2 separate regions of the Sus scrofa genome follow, and region 1 is linked to region 2. The links are chromatin contacts, called in public Hi-C maps. All regions are on one chromosome and are shown on one strand. Each heading gives the region's core, a stretch centred on a gene start, on an enhancer-like site or on the middle of the called end of the contact. The rest is flanking DNA. Distances are from core to core; before and after follow the strand shown.

Region 1 (5,138 bases), core at 451-2,950, 530 kb after region 2:
CACTGGGAAGAGGTAACCTCCTCACCCCCAGGAGTGGCCCAGGGGGAGAGAGGCTACCTGAGGGGAAGGAAGCACAAAAGGGACCCGCTGCAGACTCAGGGCAAAGGGAATGCCATCGGTGCTGGGACCTGTGAGCACTACAGGAGAAAACGCGAGCGTGGTGGGACTGGCTCCAGGCACACAGGCGAAGGGCAAGAGGGTTGGACACGAAGCCACAAAGCTACTTGGGTTCCTCCTTCTTCTCGTTTGCCTTTTTCTGCTTCTGCTGCATGATCTCCGAGTCCCTGGGGGTAGAGATGATGGGGCACTGGGAGGTACCAGAGGGCAAAAAGGACAAGATGCAGGGGGATGAAGGGCACAAAGGATAAGATGGAAGTGGATGGGACAAAATTCAGCGTGTGGCTGCTATATTCCCACCCTAGGAGAACAAGAGGAAGAGAGCTGAGGCTCAAAAGGCAATCAGTCTCTATCTGGCTTTTGCCCAAGGGGTCAGAAGTCTGGCCACACAGGCCCAAGGCTATTCTGTGCCAAGTACCACACCCAGCAACACCAGTGAGAAAGGTTGGGAGAAGGGAGGACAAATGAACTGCAAGGAGGGCCAAAAGGACTGGGCTGTCATAACCACTACTGCATTTGAAATGTGAAGTTCCCTGCCCTTGCCCTTAAGGTCAGACCCGGGGGGCACTCACAAATCAGACCGAGAGTAAGCACCAGCCCCAGTCCGTTCCTATATGGCTGTGAGCTAACAATTTAGAAGGTGAGAGGAATAAAACCCTAGAGCAAACAATGCACTCTGCCCCTCACGACTAGTCCAGATGGTAAGCCCTGAGGTAGTTCTCTTTGCTGGTACAACCCTTGGTCTAACCCAGGTCTCACCCCACCCTCCCCTCCCCTCCCTGGGGCTACCTCTGCTTGCGGGCGGCAGCAGAAAGCCCGTCATCTCGGCGCTTTCCCTTAACCGAGTCGCTCTGCTTTTTCATATTCTTCTGGCGGGCGAGCTCGCGCTGGTTACCGCCTAAAGAAAAAAGGTAAAAGGTGAGACGCGAGAGCCTTTCTGGCCACACACCGACAACCCTGTTCCCTGACCCGGGACACCAGTAGGGTCCAATACTTCATTCCCCAGGCGTCGACACGGGACCGTTTTTCAGGGCCTAGACTGCAGATTGGGCGGGGAGGGGGGGTGCGGAAGCTGCCACGGGGCAGGTCAAACTGGGAAATCGAGGGACGACAGTCCCGAGAAGCCTGCTAGAGACAAGTTTCGAATTTCGTTGCAGCATGGGGGCCCAGACAGGTGGTGGTGGTGGTGGGTGTACGTGGTATGGATCTCTGTGGGGGATGGGCAGAGATCTGGAGTAGAGGAGCTCGGGGTCCACCACAGGGGCACAGGGCTTCTCCCCACACCACGGAAGGTCTGGGAAGGGTTTTGCCTGAAGGGGCGGTGGGGGTAAGGTTCTCAAAAAGTGGCGGTGGGCGAAGGGTCGATTTCCGGGCTGCTAGGGTGAGGGTCGCTATAGACCTCTCCCAGAGAAGGGTCTCGCTGGCGAAGCCAAAAGGAGGTCAGTGCCGAGATTTGGCAGTCTTGTGCAGGGTGAAGAGGAGAAAGGGGCAAGAGAAGGGGGATTCGGTGCTCACGGGTCATGGCGACGGCAGCGGCTCCGGCCTGCCTCCGTTGCGTCCCCTCGCTCAGAACGACGTTGGAAGCCCCGCCCCTTTCTCGCAGCGTAAAGAAGTCGTCTTTTCCTCCCCGCCCCTTCGCTCCCGGACTCCGACTCCCATTGGACAGGAGTAAACACGTGGGGCCACGGGCCACGCTTGAGCCCGGACGGCTGAGAGGCGGAGGTTCGTAGGCAGAGCGCACGGCGTGGGGCGGGGCTTCCCGAGCAAGTCGTTGGGTCGGGTGGGGAGAAAGTAGGCCGGGTCACGTGGGCAGGGTGGGGGTGGAGGGGTGCGGCTGGCGATGTGGCGCTCCCGCGGGCTTGAGCACGTGACCTGGCAGAGTGACCTCATGCGGGGAAGGTTTGGGAGACAAACTCGCCCATAGGAAACCTTGGAGGGACGGAGGGCGGGGCATCTCGGCGGCGGAAATGGTCCCCCAGGTTCTTTTCGCAAGACTCTGGGGCTAAACTCTGTGGTTAGGATTCCCCACCGCTACCGAGCCACTCATGAGGACACCTGAATTCACGTACGCTGTAAAATCACGTACAGACGCAACTTCAGAAACTCCCTTCCAACCCCATTGTTCCCCCATCCAAACTCCTCCAATATGGAAATAAGCAACCACATCCTGTAGGTCCTAAAATTTGATCCTACTCTTATCGCCACGGAAGCTTTAAATATGTTGCTTGCAAGTATTGAAGGACTCCAAAGTCACAGACTGAGAGATTGGGAAATGCACATGCTATGTCCATTTCTCCCTCTAGCTTTCTCTACTACTATCTCCACCAGCCATACCTGGCTTGTAATTGGTAGTTGAATAGGGCGGGAAGATTAGACTTCCCGCTGAATTCTCATTCCCAGCACTGCTAATCTGTCTACGACTCCCTACCTATCCTGGGGAATTCACTGGATAAAGGAGAAATGCTTAGGAAATCTCACAGGAAGGGATTGGTTGTGATTTTCTCTAGCTAATGCCCATAGCAGAACTGACTTGAGGCTAGAACTTCAAACTTGCTTCTGTCTCAACGTAGCGCTAATGGGCATGCAATAAACCACATTCAGGAAATTCTCATGATTTTTGCCATATCCAAGTAATCACTACTACTTCTTGTTAAAATTTTTCGGAAGCCCCCTAGTGGCACAGTAGTTCAAGGATCTGCCTTGGAGCTGCTGTGGCACAGGCAGGTTAGATCCCTGGCCAAGAAACTTCCACATGCCTGGGGCGTGGCCAAAAAAAAAAAAAATTATATCAGTTTTAAGTGAAGAATACAGCCCAAACTTAATATTCCTTTAGTAAATTTAAAATCAGTTACTGCTTGCCCACAAACATGAAGTAACTATAAAAATAAATACAATGCAAACTATTGCCTTTGAAATGGATAGGCAATGGGATCCTGCTGTATAGCACTGGGAACTATATCAAATCACTTATGATGGAGCATGGTAATGTGAGAAAAAGAAATGTATATGTATATGTGTGACTGGGTCACCTTGCTGTGCAGTAGAAAATTGACAGAACACTGTAAACCAGCTATAATGGAAAAAATAAAAATCACTAAAATAAATACATACATGCAATGTGGAGTTCCCATTGTGGCAACAGAAACAATCCAACTACTATCCATGAGGATGCAGGTTCATTTCCTGGCCTCGCTCAGTGGATTAAGGATCCAGCTTTGCTGTGAGCTGTGGTGTAGGTCACAGACGCAGCTCCCAGCTAAGATCCTTTGTTGCTGTGAGCTGTGGTGTAGGTCACAGACGCAGCTCCCAGCTAAGATCCTTTGTTGCTGTGGCTGTGGTGTAGGCTGGCAGCTGTAGCTCCAATATGACCCCTAACTGGGAACTTCCAAATTAAATAAATGAAAAAATAAATAGATAAATACAATGAAGATTTCCCTGGTGATGAAGGGAGTTAAGGATCCAGAGTTTTTATTGCTGTGGCTCAGGTCACTGCTGTGGTGCTAGTTCCATCCCGGCCCAGGAACTTCTCAATGCTGCAGGTGCAGCCAAAAAGAAAAGAAACAGAAAATGACATTTAAAAAAAAAAAAAACTGAATAGGAGTTCCTGTCATGGCTCAGTCATTAACGAATCCGACTAGGAACCATGAGGTTGCGGGTTTGACCCCTGGCCTCGCTCAGTGGGTTAAAGATCCGGCATTGCTGTGAGCTGTGGTGTAGGCCGGCAGCTACAGCTCCAATTGGACCCCTAGCCTGGGAACGTCCATATGCCACAAGTGAGACCCTAGAAAAGACCAAAAAAAAAAAAAATGAGTAAATGAATAAATACAATGAAAATGAAATATATTATTAAATTTCTACCAGAAGAGTGTCACTATCAAAATTACTGAGCCTGGGGCCTGTCCTCGCTCTTGCTTTTTTTTTTTTTTTTTTTTTTTTTTTTGGCTGATCCCATGGCATATGGAAATTCCCAGGCCAGGACTGAACTTGTGCCACAGCGAAAAAAAAGATTTTTTTAATAAATAAATCTTAAAAGCCGCTGCAGTGACAATGCTGTATCCTTAACTCATTGTGCCACACTGGAACTTCTGCTTTCTCTTTCTTAGAGAAATTAACAAGTGTTGGAGGGGTAATAAGGCATAAGTCTTCCAAACTGAAGCTTTCTATTGACATAATCAGAAGATTGAAAAGCATTTAATTTTCATACTTTCAATGTTGCTTAATGCTATGTCTCTATACCAATTAAAATTTTTTCTCTTAGGAGTTCCCAATGTGGTGCAGTGAGTTAAGGATCCAGTGTTGCTGCAGCTGGGGTGTGGATGGAAGCTCTGGCTCAGATCCAATCCCTGGCCCAGAAACTTCCATATGCCACAGGTGTGGGCCATAAAAGAAAAAATAAAATAAAATAAAATTACTTCTCATACCACTAGTAGCATATGTCCCACATTTGGTACATACTAAATATAATAGATTAATTACATTGCTGACACACATAACAACATACAAATTCTAACTCTGCTACTTACTGGATTTGATTTTCATTTTGGACACTCATTTTCTCCATGCTTCAATTCCTTTATATGAAAAGTGCTAATTATACCTACCCCTCAATGTTGTGGAAAAGATTAATATAGATAACTTGGTATAAAGTATTTGGCCCACAATAGGCATTTAGTTAATGTCTCCTCCATCTCTTTCTTCAGTTTTAAAACTTCCTCTTCCTTCTCCAAATTCCTCTTAGCCTTAATATAGTAGCCAGTCTCAGAAATGGCCCCTAATGATCCTTCCCTCCTGGTATTCACATCCTTGTGCAGTCCTCTCCCACCCTATATCTAGTGGTCTATGTGACCACTAGAATATGGTAGAGATGATGGTTTATCACTTCTGATGCTAAAAGACAATGTAGGAGTTCCCGTCGTGGCACAGTGGTTAACGAATCTGACTAGGAACCATGAGGTTGCGGGTTCGATCCCTGGCCTTGCTCAGTGGGTTAACGATCTGGCATTGCCGTGAGCTGAGGTGTA
Region 2 (5,400 bases), core at 2,116-4,615:
AAGAACAAACATTCACAAACACTCCAACAATGATACTACAGCTAGTTCAAAACATGAACCTTGACATACAAATAAGAGATACAGATTTGTGAACCAGATGCATAGAGTATTAGCCAAACAATAGTTAAGTTACCTAGGGCAACATTTCCCAAACTAGTATGCTTTGCTACATTCTTCTGTACCATGGTAACAAACAGGGCATTGAAAACAGAAGTCTTTGATCAAATTAACTGAGATTTTGTTAAAAAAAATTAAATACGCTCCTTTACTAAAATATTTCTCAGAGCCTTTATATGCTAGCAGGCATCTCCAAGAGAGGAATATATACTTAAACCATGTAACATTGCCCTCCAAAAAGAGGTTTTCCTTTATTCTCCTATCTATAAACAATTCCTAGGGCAGTATTCTGTTCAATAACATCTTGAGAAATACTGCTCTAGGGGAAAGCAAAGGGCCAGGAATAAAGTCTATTATTATTAGGCAGTTGGAGGAGAAAAAAATATCCAGTAAAGAATATAATGAAGAAAGCAGGAAACAAATCTGGAAAGTTAAATGATACAGAAGTGAGAAAGGAGATAGTTTCCCAAAAAAACTAGAGATAATCAATTACTGAAAGATTAAACAGAATGAGAATTAAAATGTTTTTTGGATTTGACGAGCAAGACTTCAAGAGAACAACTTCAGAAAACATGAGGAAAGAAGGTTGGCAAACGGAATTTAAAAAAAAAAAAAAAAAAAAAAAAAAAGAGTTCCCATTGTGGCTCAGTGGTTAACGAATCCGACTAGGAACCATGAGGCTGCAGGTTCGATCCCTGGCCTTGCTCAGTGGGTTAACGATCCGGTGTCACCCTGAGCTGGTAGGTCGCAGACATGGCTTGGATCCGGCGTTGCTGTGGCTCTGGTGTAGGCCGGCGGCTACAGCTCCAATTCGACCCCTAGCCTGGGAACCTCCATATGCTGTGGGAGCGACCCAAGAAATGGCAAAAAGACAAAAAATAAAAATAAACATAAAAGATTAGGATGGGGATGAAAAAAGAAACTGATTTAGTATTTATAGACCACCAATAACTGGAGGTTAGCAGTGACAGTAAAAACAAGACATTGGTTGATTGGAAGAAAGGAGTATATACAAGGATAAAAATAATTTTAGAACAGCCAACACCTACACTTTTTTGAAGGTAAAAGTGAAAACCTACCTAAAGAAACTGATAATTATAATCCAAGAGATGAAAGAAATGGAATCCAGAGTATAAATTACCGGAATACTTACCTTTTTTTCCCAGACTGGAGAGAATTTGAATAATAAAGCCTAACCATTAAAGTCTGAAGACCTCATTTCAATACTCTGAAATTTCATGGATTTCTGCCTACTCCATCCAAGAGAATTTTTCAGTCTATAGAATTCAGTATGTAGTATGCTTATAAATTTGCCGACCTGTTGCTCTTCTCAGAAGCTGCCTATATTAATGTGAAGGTGTAAATTATTAAAAAAGCACTTACCTGAGGGTCTCAATCTTCATGAAATAAGAAGTAAGATAGAGGCTGGTGACAATAAGGAAACTGGAGCTCAGGAGATTTTAATTTAAAATGACTTACTACAAATAATTTTAATATACAATATAAAAACTTATAATAATAATAACAGGAACACACAAAAAACAATGTGAAGATTACCAAGAAAGGGTCCAGAATGGAAGACATCTACTTATTCTACCTAAAAATTTTCACACTCTAGTATATCAACAGAAGTTGCATAGGACATAAGTTAATAATATAATAAACATATATAGTTATATATGTTAAGAAGTTAATATTATAATTCATAAGTTAATAACATAATTCCCAATACTCTGGTGAGAACAAAGACTATTCAGTACCGGGTCTAGTTCCAGTCTAGCTCTAAACTTTTTAAATTTAAACTTTGTATGGCTGTCCACCCAGTAAAACACCAACCCTAATAGCTACTTAAGCATACAAAATTTCATTTTTTTATTTCCTTTCAATATCAGTGAGGAAAATGACATAAGACTGTTGGCTTAGAACATATTTTTAGATTCTATCTTTTTGGCTAATTCATTAAGAATTCAAATTGTGTAGATAATTTTTGATTAAATATGTCCAAGTCACAAGTATGGCTCATATATGGTTCCAGAACCCATCCATCAGAACATTATCGTCACAAAAAAAGGCAGTAATAGCTGATCTTTAACTGCTTAATACAGAGCCCTATAGAGATAGTCGAAAAATATATGGTGACCATATATTTAAGTAATAATAAGTAGTTAGAGGAGGCCCCATTCTTTAAATAAAGAAATTGATAATGATCGGTGTGCACGGAATAAAAGATAAGGCAATAATACACCAAACCTAGCATTCTCCAGATCTGTCCATCTGTAAACGTAAGGCGGCCGGCCACATAGGCCAAATGTTTACAACTGCCAGCTCAGCAGCTGAGCTTGGAGAAAAGGCGGCATCCACACACAGGCCACTCTTGAGAACCAGAACTTAGAGCTAGTTTCGTCTGGAAGGGACCGGAAAATGTGGTGGTGATAAACTGGCTAAGGTCTAACAGAAATAGGGTTGTTAGCGGTAAGGGTAGCCTCCGAGGCTGCAATTCTGGAAGGCATAAGGCAACCGGGATCAGGCTAAACAACCCCACCACGAAGCTGAAAAAAATATATATATGGGAATTGAGGGGAGAGGACTGGTCCTTACCTTGTCATCCTCGCATCTTTTCCCGAGGCCCTCCCTGGCCTGCAGCCGGCTGCTGAGGCGGCCGTAGTCGGCCTCTTTCTGGTCAATCTGTTTCTTGTGCGAGTCCACCAAGAGCAGGAGGTCCGAATTGCGCTTCTCCAGGCGCCCGCGGGCTACCTCTGTGCGCTGGACCTGGCCCTGCAGCTCGGCCACTTCCTCCTGAAGCAGGACGTGGCGGGAGGAGATGCTCCAGTAGTTGAAGGCGAGGACAGCGATCACGACCAGCAGGACCACCAACACGAAGGAGGGCAGGCGGCCCGCCCGCCGGTTGGCCCCGAAACCGACCATGGAGCCGAAGCAGGCTGTGCCCGGGAGCCTCAGCGCCAACACCTGCAGGCAGAAGCTCAGGCCGCGGCTGCCGAGTTGCCTGGGGGACGCAGCCCCAGGGCCAGCTGAAGGAGGAGGCGGGCGGAATCGTCCGCCTGTAAGCCGGAGAAGGGGGCGGGGCCGCAAGCCGCTGGACCCTCCCCGCCCCCTCTCCTCAAATCCGGCCGACGCGCTTTCCCGAGGCTTTGAATTAGATTCTGCAACAGCTGGGCGGAACCGGAGAAGCAAGCCGCTGGCACCCGAGGTCCAACACCTCAGGGTTAGGAGGCGGGGAAAAGAGCCGGAAGGGGGTGGATTTAACTCGGGCCCCGCCCATTGTCTGAGTCCGGGTCGCCAAGGGGGCCATTTCCTAGTTTCCGCCAACACCCCCTCTTCTCGCGAGAAAGTGGGCTGCTCTCGATCTTCGCAGTCTTATCTCGCGAGGGTTATCCCTGTCAGGAAGAGTGTTGTATTTATTTTGGCGACTTGGGTTAGCTCGTGTACCTGAATCGGATCCCCTTCAGCTTTTACCTGCTCAATTCCCTTGCCCCGGGGTCTAGGAATGCCTATCCTGCTCTGTCCCTCGTGAGAGTTTTTTGTTTTTGAGGACATCTGAGGCAGCGACCGCTATGTAGGGAACACATAGGTGAGCTGCGGGCAGAAAGGGCGACTGGAAAGATTTTGTACTTGCTTCAGTAGATTTTCTCGCTTGTGCTAACAATGTGGAGGAAAAAATAACAACTAAAAAAAAAAATGCCATAAAATAGCGGTGCCCCGAACATTAAGGAGAAAAGCCAGAGAAACTAAGCTTTAGGACTAAAAGAGGGTGGTTCCAGCCCGCTTTCCAAGGTTACTGCCTCCACCAAGGGAAAGAATTCCAGAATTGTGTGAGCCCCTGTTCTTAAACTCACTGCTGCTTTTGCCTGGAGCTGGGCTTCCAAGTAGAAAGTCCAAAAGCTGCCCACAATGAATGATAACTTAACGCTGATACTGACAGCAAGCACGTTTTGGAGTTGATGTGATAGCTGTCTTACAAATTGTTTTTGCATGCTTAATCTCTTTATCTCTCAACAACACAGTTTTACAGATGAGGAATCCAACACACAAAAATATACCAGAAACTTTCTCAAAGTGCCATATCTTGTTTGAGACAAAACCAGTCTTGAGTCTGGTCACTGGTCTCTAACATCATTGCTGTTTGCATTACACCAGGCTGACTGCTGCTATATGTTCGCCATTAATTACAGTGATGCAGAAAAAGTAACCTCTTTTGCATATTTCTTGCATAAAAGTTTTAAAAGTTATTGATGCTATCCTGTTTAAGGAGAAAATGGAGTCCCTTTATTTTTCAGACCTCAGGATCAAGAACTTCCATAAGCATAAAACCCCCCAAACACAAAAACTTTGGTATTTTCATTTGAATCAGAGTGGTATGATGTTGAGGCAGGAAGATTTGTCATCTTTGAATAATTAGTATTCCCGTCCATTTCAAAAATAAAGTTACTTGCCTAATAGTCCTAGGGTAGCCTGGAAGAATTATTGCACCTTCAAAGAATGATGATTTCTCTCTCAGAGATACAGAAAAACACCACCAACATTATTAATATTTACTTCACATCAAACTTGAGCCCTTTGCTCTGGCATAAGATCTAAGAAATCTCAAGTCTCAAAAGACAAGCAGACTTTGGCAAAAAGGAGCAAGGCAAAAATGGGAAAACCCTGACTGTAATGGATCCACCTGTTCTTTCCTCAACTTCATAAGGAAGTTGGCCTTGCTTTGCTTAGCCAGCAGTTAAAAATTAACCTATAAAATGATGTTAACTGCTTAAGATGTTACTCTTTCCTAAAGCGTTTTTTATGGAATTCTGGCATGCAAAATATATTATTTACAAAACATTCACATATATTTTTTCATCAGACGCTTAAAGAACTATCTACTTAGTACTATTATTCCATTTTCCAGATATGGAAGTAACTTGCTCAAAATCATACATCTAATAAATGACGGGGTTGGAGTTCCCATCGTGGTTCAGTGGTTAACGAACCTGACTAGGAATGAGGTTGCGGGTTCAATACCTGGCCTTGCTCAGTGGGTTAAGGATCCAGAGTTGCCATGAGCTGTGGTGTAGGTCGCAGATGCAGCAGCTCGGATCTGGCATTGCTGTGGCTGTGGTATAGGCCAGCAGCTACAGCTCCAATTCAACCCCTAGCCTGGGAACCTCCATATGCCGTGGGTGTGGCCCTGGAAAAGACATTAAAAAAAAAAAAAAAAAAGCAGTGTTGAAGCTTGAAAAAAATTTTTTTGTTTTGATGGTTACCCCTTCAAGCTCTTCCCCCTAA

The links. A called contact is a pair of places that touch in the nucleus more often than the background predicts.
Region 1: a contact with region 2 is called in a Hi-C map of liver, with 5 times the contacts expected there. The contact joins the promoter of SERF2 here to the promoter of CASC4 in region 2. A contact is called at or near these places in 3 of 47 Hi-C or Micro-C datasets (heart right ventricle, liver and skeletal muscle).

Annotation. Positions count from the first base shown.
Region 1 is chr1:127,765,818-127,770,955 of Sscrofa11.1, forward strand. SERF2 (small EDRK-rich factor 2) reads right to left here and starts at 1,701. Exons shown (of 3, transcript NM_001190206.1): 1 at 1,633-1,701; 2 at 907-1,015; 3 at 1-284. The coding sequence starts at 1,639. The coding sequence ends at 221.
Region 2 is chr1:127,235,123-127,240,522 of Sscrofa11.1, forward strand. CASC4 (protein CASC4) reads right to left here and starts at 3,366. Exons shown (of 10, transcript XM_021096541.1): 1 at 2,716-3,366. The coding sequence starts at 3,042.